Linked DNA regions of Mus musculus: region 2 is linked to region 1. A link is a contact called in public Hi-C data. All regions are on one chromosome and are shown on one strand. Each heading gives the region's core, a stretch centred on a gene start, on an enhancer-like site or on the middle of the called end of the contact. The rest is flanking DNA. Distances are from core to core; before and after follow the strand shown.

Region 1 (3,966 bases), core at 1,396-3,895:
TTATAAATTTCAGGGCCCATTCAGAACCCAGAATGAGACACGAGAGTTGAGTTCTGGGACAAAATTATCATAGCCGAGACTGCTGAGGTGATGATGCGCATCTAATAATTTTTGTTTATTGAAGAAAACCTCATCCTTCTCTCCATCATCTGTGGGGACGATCCTGCTCTTGGCTTCCTGAGGTCATCATGGCACACAAGCTGGCCCACAGTGAGTGCTACTCTGGTATTTGTCAGTCTACGCCATGGTCATTTCTTCTGAACTGATTCGTTTGTATTAGCTGGATTTGCCACTGTGCTTGGATTCTAGGAGACCATCTATAGCAACAGCTGCGGACTTGCGGTGAAGTTTTATTCTGGTCCTTACAGGTCACTTTTGCTGTCCTGGTATTTTGCATGTATTTCTTCGGTTTGGGAAAGCTGAGTGGGATGGCCAGAGGTCCCTGTTTAGTCCTGCTATCCCAGTGTAGTTAATGTTGGTGCCTTCGTTTCATAGTTAAAAATATGCTCGATGCAAAGATAAGCCATATGGCCAGTCTATTTGGAGAGCAGCAATCCTCCAACCTGTGGTTACTCTCGTGGGAGCTTTGTCAGAGACCCAAAGCTTCAGAGGACGGTGGCTTTGTTATTGTCTCTGTGTGTGAGCTATGAGGGCTGTGACGACTTTCTTTTAATAATCCAAGGAGTCCTTCTAGGAATATTTCATGTATGTACAATTAGAAGAATACAGTTACATCATCTTGAAAGTCTGCTATCAAAATATTGAGAAAATGCAGAGTGTGGTAATAAATATGTTTTTATTAATGATCAAATAACAGATCTGGTGACAATCTTTAAAACTATGGTAATTTCAAAATGGTGATGAGCCTCTGTAGCACTTGATGAAATTTGTAACAGCAGCACACATGGTAACAACTAGGATCCCCTCTCCCTCCCTCCTTCCCTCCCTCCCTCCTTCCCTCCCTCCCTCCTTCCTTCCCTCCCTCCCTCCCTCCCTTAATGCATTTATTATCAAGGATATTGTAGCTAAATGGTGTTGTAAAAGAGAATCATTTTATAATGATTTGTGTTAGTTACTTCTCTGTTGCTGTGATAAAGCCCCATGACCCAACGCAATCCATGGAAGGAATTTATTTCAACTGTAGAAGGATACAAATCCATCATGGTGGGAAGGCACGGTAGCAAGGGGCCGTCGTGACACCAAGACAAGGCAGCTAAGAGCCTCCATCTTGAACCACAAGTTATGCAGAGAGAGTAAACTGAAGTAGGGCAAGTCTATGAACTCTCAAGGCCCGCCTCAGTGGTATCTCTCCTTCAGCAGGGCTACATCGCCTAAACAGCCCCAAACAGCACCACCAACTGGGGACCAAGTATTCTAAACATGTACGTTTAAGACTGTGAACACGACAGTGTAGGGGGGTCCTTGGGTAAGCAAGAGTGAAGAATGCCGTTGAAGAGCGAGTATTAGTTTGGTATTTCAAATGTGCCCATCAACAGGGAGAGAGTACAGATAAACATGTTTTTGTAAGCCTCAGTTTTCTTCTTTGGAGATGGGTGAACCCAGATCACTGCTGAGATTTTAGTAACGTAAGGAAATCAGTGGATCTGATCCAAACTCTAAAGGGTCCCCCTAACCCAGTAGTGGGGATTTGGGTCCTAGGAATATTGACTAAATGCCTTAGAGAGCTCAGAGGCTTGTAGGGTGGGGTGGAGACAGAATAGAAGCTCTAGTAAAAGAGCAGAAACCCAGAAAAGAAGGGAGACCTCAGGAATAGGCCAATGAGCCAGGTGAAGAGGAGGCGGAGGCCATCCGAGTCCCAGGCTGGCAAGAGAAAAAGGAAACAGCAGACACTGCAGAGAGGGGTGAGCAGCTCAGGAGAGGCAGGCGGCAAGCAGAAGAGTTAGTAACAACACAGGCACCAAGAGAGGGAATGCCTGTGTGGTTTGAGGTTTTTATTTTACAAGATATTTCTGGAAAGCCCCAGAGAGGAAAGGTAATATAAGAGGGTTATTACCAGCTGTGGTTTCCATTAGTGAAAAGGTCATGTGATCACTTCTCTTCCTATTTTACATCCACCGTCAAATCTCATTCCCCTCCAGTCAGTATGGACAAATCTGTTGAATTCTATCTGGTTTCAATATCGCTGCATAAGTGTGAGGCAGGCATAAAGGGAGCAAACGACACAAGGATGTAAAGGGAAAGGACCGGGGTGCTCATGAATTTGGTTTCTGGACACAAGAGAAGGGGGAGATGATATATGGGGTCATTAGCAGGTGGATTGTTGGGAATAGCAAGGCATGACTGGCCTGCCATGTCTGTCAACTGGGGCAAGCTGTGCGACACACACCCTGTAGGGATCATGTATTTACACAGTGGCTCGGAACACGGAGCTTGCTGTGTCTGCACCTCCTTCCCTCCTCCTCAAACTGCATGCATTCTGTATACGTTAAGAGTGGTTCTTGTTTGGTGGGAGCAACGCTACCTCCCTCACAAACTCTCGGTGAGGGTTGGAGGTGGTGTATACCAAGGGCTTAGTGTTGTACCCGCTCCTTCTGTTAGTGGCTTAGACAGTGGTACTGCCAGGAAGGGTCTCTCCACGTACAATCACTAAAACAGAAGTGTTGATCCAGCTTAGCCAGCAGAGGGAGGCACACACCGTGCTATAAGCTTAGGAGGCTAGGAGGTGGTAAGCATGGACGGAAACGGCCTTTGTCTCACACAGCCTGAGCAGGAGGAACAAGGCTCCCGTCTGCCTTTGCTTGGCTTTGGCTTGGCTTTGGCCTTGTAAAGGGTGCTCAGCCCAAGTGCTTGACTTAAACCCACTTAGACCACAGAGGCACTGTCAGGTGAGTTCTGATGAAACAGGCAGGCCAGGGAGCAGACAGGAACCAGAGAGAGGGCAATGTATGTACTCCACCCTATCCAAGAGGAATTTAGTCACGTACATGGACAGAGGAGAAGCTGGGTCAAGGAAGATTTCAGCAGCATAGAGTAGAGGCCAGGCCCTTTGTGCTGCCTAATTGCCTTCGTGTGAATGGGAATATCACCTCCCTGCAGTCTATAAAATATGCAATCCTTTCCTGTCCTCTGTCACCATCAGGCGGTTATCACCTCATGTTTCCCTGCAGGCAAGACTTTGCGAAGACTGCTCTCTACGGGCACACAGAGAAAGTAGCCTCTCTACTGTAAAGTGGAAAGGTAAGAAGTTATAGGCACAGACATCTTAGCCCATCTCTTCTACTTTCCTCCAGAGAAATCCAGGAAGTGAGATGCAATTGAATAGGACATAGGAACAATGTGCACGAAATAGGTACGTTCATTATCTTTCGTAGGACTCATTCCCCTCTTTCTAAAGGAAAATGCCACCAGCTTCCAGATGATGCCTGAGGAGTCCCTTCTAGATTGTCATGCGAGAGATGGAGTAATCTTTCCATGCTTTTCAGTGTGCGGAAGGAAGTTGGCCACATAACTAGGTCTCCATACTCAACACCCACTGATCATTACCCAAGTGCAGGAAGTAAGCAGAGAGTCCTGAGGCATCCAACTTTGTTTTTCGTGGAAGACTTTTTTTTTTTCCTTAAACACCTTTTAAGAGTCAGAACCTGAAGGTGGTGAGATGGCTCAGTGGGTAAAGGTACTCGCCTCCAAGCCTGATGACTTGAGTTCGATCCCCAGAGCCCACACAGTCAAAGAAGGGAACCAGAATTGACTTTCATAAGTTGTCTTCTGACCACCACATGCTCGCTGTGTCATGTGTGTGTACACACATGCAAACACACGCACACATAAAATAAATAGTAAAAAAACCAGAGCTGGCTCTTTAAGCTCTCACCTTTCCTACTCTCATCTCTAGCCCTCCTTCTCTCTCTCTCCCTCCCCATCTCTCTCCACGTGGCCATGGCCAGCCTCTGTCTTTCTACCTGCTCTCTTTCCCCCTGCCTTTCTACAATAAAGCTCTAAAACCAC
Region 2 (3,643 bases), core at 547-3,046, 590 kb after region 1:
TCAGGTGACTAGACTTCAGATCCATTGATCTTGCTTTTGTCACCAATGAAGAAGAGATAAGCACTTTGAACAACTGGTTCCTGGGGTGTAGGCATGGTTTGTAGGCAGAGCTCACTGCCTGCATCAACAGCTAGACGGCAGGACAGAGCTCACCAGCACACACTCACGTGGTGGTGCTTCTCTGTGAGGGGCAAGCTGAGAGCGATGGGCTCTGCTGGAAGGACGGATTTCATTGCCCCGCCCACTCTGACAGACAGGCCAGCTAGCTACCTTGTTGCTGCCCCCACTCTCTGGGCCCAGGCGGCTGTCTGCTTCCTTGTGGCTGTCTTCACTGATACAACCTTTCTCTCATCCACAGGGGCTGTCATCCAAGAGGGGAGGACCCTCGTTTTGGTCTTGGATTTTAGGGTTTCCATGGCTTGCTTCTCTAGAACAGGACCAAAACTCACACTCTCTTGTCACACCAGGCTCATCTGACCCCAGTGGGTGCCGATCTTCAATGCCTACAAGGAGGAACCAAGTCAGTAGATTCTAGTAAGTCAACGCTCTTCCAACTTACCAGCAGTAATTACTAGTCAGTGTAGGGCAGACCTGAGGTGACCCAGAGGTGAGCAGAGCCCAGAAGGCCAAGCCATGTACACTGTGTCACATGGAGGACTAGCAGCAGATAGGACATGGGGCCTGCAGACAGATATCTGTAGCCCCTCCCCTGCTCTGTGCCCCACACAGGCAGTTGCAGCAACAAGAAATGCTTTCCTGTCATTTCTACAGCCCAAAGGAAGGAAGAAAGGGGATTCTGGCCCAATCGTCCATCTCCATCTATGTCACAAACTTCTCACCTCTACTGTGATTTGGTTACTGTTAGCATGCTAACGTTCCTTCTAGGCTCCACTCAACTACCTAGCAACAGCCAGGTACAAACCTGGCTTGCTATAAAAGGACTATCTGGCCTCTCTCATGCTCTCTGAACCCCCCTCCCCACTTCTCTCTCCACATGTTCCCTCTTCTTTGTTCCCTTTCTCTCTTTCTGTCCCTCTCTCTCTTTCTGTCCCTCTCTGTCCCCTCTTTCTCTGCCTCTACTCCCTTCTCAACCCCCCTTCTCATGTCCCCAAATAAACTTCTTTTTATACTAGACCCATCATATGGCTGATACCTGGGAGTAGGAGGGGGTTCAGCTTGGGCCCGCTTAAGGCACCCCCTCCCTCCCTCCCATACCACATTTTACAAAACATATCAATTACTAAATCCCCCAGGCTTTCTAATTCACACATTTCAATGGGCAGTGCTCCCCCTGCCCCCAACATACACCAGTAGACAATTTTGGCTCATCCAGAATGACTGTTTATAACTTCATTTAAACCAAACAACTTGTCCAGCCACAGAACAGAAGTCGATTAAGAGGAATACCATCCAGTGAGTGACAGTGTACAGAAATGAGTCAGACCCGGCAGTACATGTGTATCATGTCCATTTTATAGACGAGAAACAGACGTGGTTAAGAATTAGCGTGCACAAAGTCGTAGAAAGCTGGATATCGACCATCGAGCCAGCAGCCAGGTCCTGCCCGCCGCAAGGTTTCTGGAGCTCAGCGCTGATCGGGTCGGGCCCGTTGGGTCCCTGGAAAATCTCACCCAGAAGGCACACGCGGGACGTCGCTGCACTAGCGCGGAGCTGGCCGCGCCACTCCCTCCCTACCGCAGAGGGCGCAGAGCCGGGGGCCTGGGGACAGGATGGAACCGTGGGCAAGAGGGGAGGGCAGCGCTGCGGTCCTTCCCGTGGGTTCCGGGGATTCAGAACTGCGAGACGCGCACGCATCCCACCGCCCGCCCCTTCCGGCTCCTGCGCGCTCCCGGCGTGCGCGCTCCGGACCCGGGCGCTGGCTGGCCGCTAGGGCCCCGGGTGCCCCCTGCAGACCGCGGGTCACATCCGCAGGCTCCTGTTTCTGTCAGCTGTTGTGACGGAGGCGCAGCCGTTGGTTCTTAGCGGCCAGAGTCAGTAACTAGGGGAAGCAAAGAAAGGTTCCCTCTGCAGAAGTGGAGGAGGCGCCAAGCTAGCTCCCAGGTGTCCGGAATCTTTCAGCTAAACGCATGCATGATTTTAAGGCAACCTGGGTGGTTGGGGAAAAAGCCAAGGAAGACGACTGAAAAAAACACAGTAGGAGGCCCTCACAGGGGAGGTTCTTCTCTGGAGCGCTGGAGCAAAGGAAACCTCAGATCTGATTCTGTCTGCCCCCAAACGGAGAAATCAAGAGTGACCAAGTTCGATTTACAACAGCAGGTCAACACCGCACTCTGGACTGGGGCACCCACAGCTCCCCTATTGAGCACGGTTTCTCCATAGCCTTTCCCTAATGCTAATCCTCAATCCTAAACTGATAGCTCGGACCAGGAAATTAAAGGCCCCAACTCTTAATGGGATAAACCAATGGCTTCCAATCCCACAGATGACCCCTAGAGTCATTTTAGCTGCTCTTGAACCAGGCCAGGCTGCCACCTTTCTGGGAGGGCAGCCCCTAGCTGTCAAGAAAGTAGCATTCATTGACTGTAAATAGGGCGGGCCCTCTACCTCATCTGATGTGAGCCAAGCAAGCCTAATGCTGGGTGAGAGGGCATCCTTCCATTCTTGGATTCCTTTGATTCTTAATAACTCTCCCGACCCTGCACATCTCTTAAAACTTCTCCATGGCCACCCAGCAAATAAGGCTAAAGACCTGTGTGGCTGCATACAGAGCCTGTTGTCAGCAAAGACCCCAGCAGCAGGAGGGAAAGACCAAGCTAGGAGACTTGCCTGTGCTGGAGTCCACATGGGTTTTATTATTTTTAAATTGGCAGATAAATTTATTGGCTATAGTAACAAGTGTCCGTCAGCTTCATTTAGTCAGCAGGCACTGTAATCGTGACTGTACTTCCAGACCCCACACCGAGCTCCTGGGCATGGGTTTGGGGCTCAGCAGAGACAGGGCCCCAGGGCACAGGGAGGGAAATGCAGACTTGCACCTGCCAGGCGAGGTTCTCAGCCCCCAGAAGAGTGACTCAAGGTTTGCAGTGTGACCTGCCTTCTTGGTTGTGCCCCACAACACCTTCACTCAAGGACAGCAAAGGACAGAGCCCTACTAAGGCCCTCAGGGGTTCCAAAGAGGCGCTTTGAAGGATGCATTCTTCCTGGGAGGGGTTGGGGAGGAACAAGCTCTGGAATGTTCTTTCTGTCTCTGAGCCTTAAAACCACTGGTTCAGCAAGTTGTGGGGAACATGCTGGAAGAAAGAGCACGCCATAAGACAGGAAAACCAGAGGAAATTAAATCACGGGCTCCTGACTCAGGCGGAACCCAGGCCCACAAAGCTGGGTGAGGCAGACGATGAGGCTGTGTGTCAGTCGGAGTGGAGACACGGCAGAGAACGGACTGACCCCTTCATGTCAGTGTGGACGTGGGTAAACACGTGAGCAGGAGATGGCGCAGCGGGGAAAGCCACTTGCCATGCAGCCTGCCCACCTGAGTTTGATCCCCCAAATACACATAAAGATGAACAGAAAGAACTTAAGTCTACACCAAGTTGTCTTGTGATCTTTGTTGTGGCATATCCCACCCCACCCCCCACCCACCCACCCAACACACACAGGCACACCAATAATAAATAGTAACTAT

Evidence for each region. Hi-C and Micro-C count contacts between places; a contact is called where the count stands out from the background.
Region 2: a Hi-C map of cortical neurons shows a contact between it and region 1, with 4 times the contacts expected there. The contact joins the promoter of Cyren here to the enhancer-like site in region 1. A contact is called at or near these places in 4 of 39 promoter capture datasets (cranial neural crest, embryonic stem cells, frontonasal cranial neural crest and 1 more), 8 of 484 Hi-C or Micro-C datasets (the HPC-7 cell line, the N1E-115 cell line, cerebral cortex and 4 more), 6 of 115 datasets of contacts at active chromatin or transcription factors (T-cell acute lymphoblastic leukemia, astrocytes, embryonic stem cells and 2 more) and 1 of 9 other capture datasets (embryonic stem cells).

Annotation. Positions count from the first base shown.
Region 1 is chr6:34,290,381-34,294,346 of GRCm38.p6, forward strand. No RefSeq gene overlaps it. Among named protein-coding and RNA genes, the nearest start is that of Akr1b3, 25 kb to the right of the region's middle. Within about 2 kb of position 2,646, at least 53 of the 459 cell types and tissues checked have an H3K27ac peak or open chromatin away from gene starts, as enhancers often do. A contact at or near this core is called in the N1E-115 cell line, T-cell acute lymphoblastic leukemia, cerebral cortex and 3 more, where this site is marked.
Region 2 is chr6:34,876,269-34,879,911 of GRCm38.p6, forward strand. Cyren (cell cycle regulator of NHEJ) reads right to left here and starts at 1,797. Exons shown (of 4, transcript NM_001135611.1): 1 at 1,632-1,797; 2 at 271-503. The coding sequence starts at 416.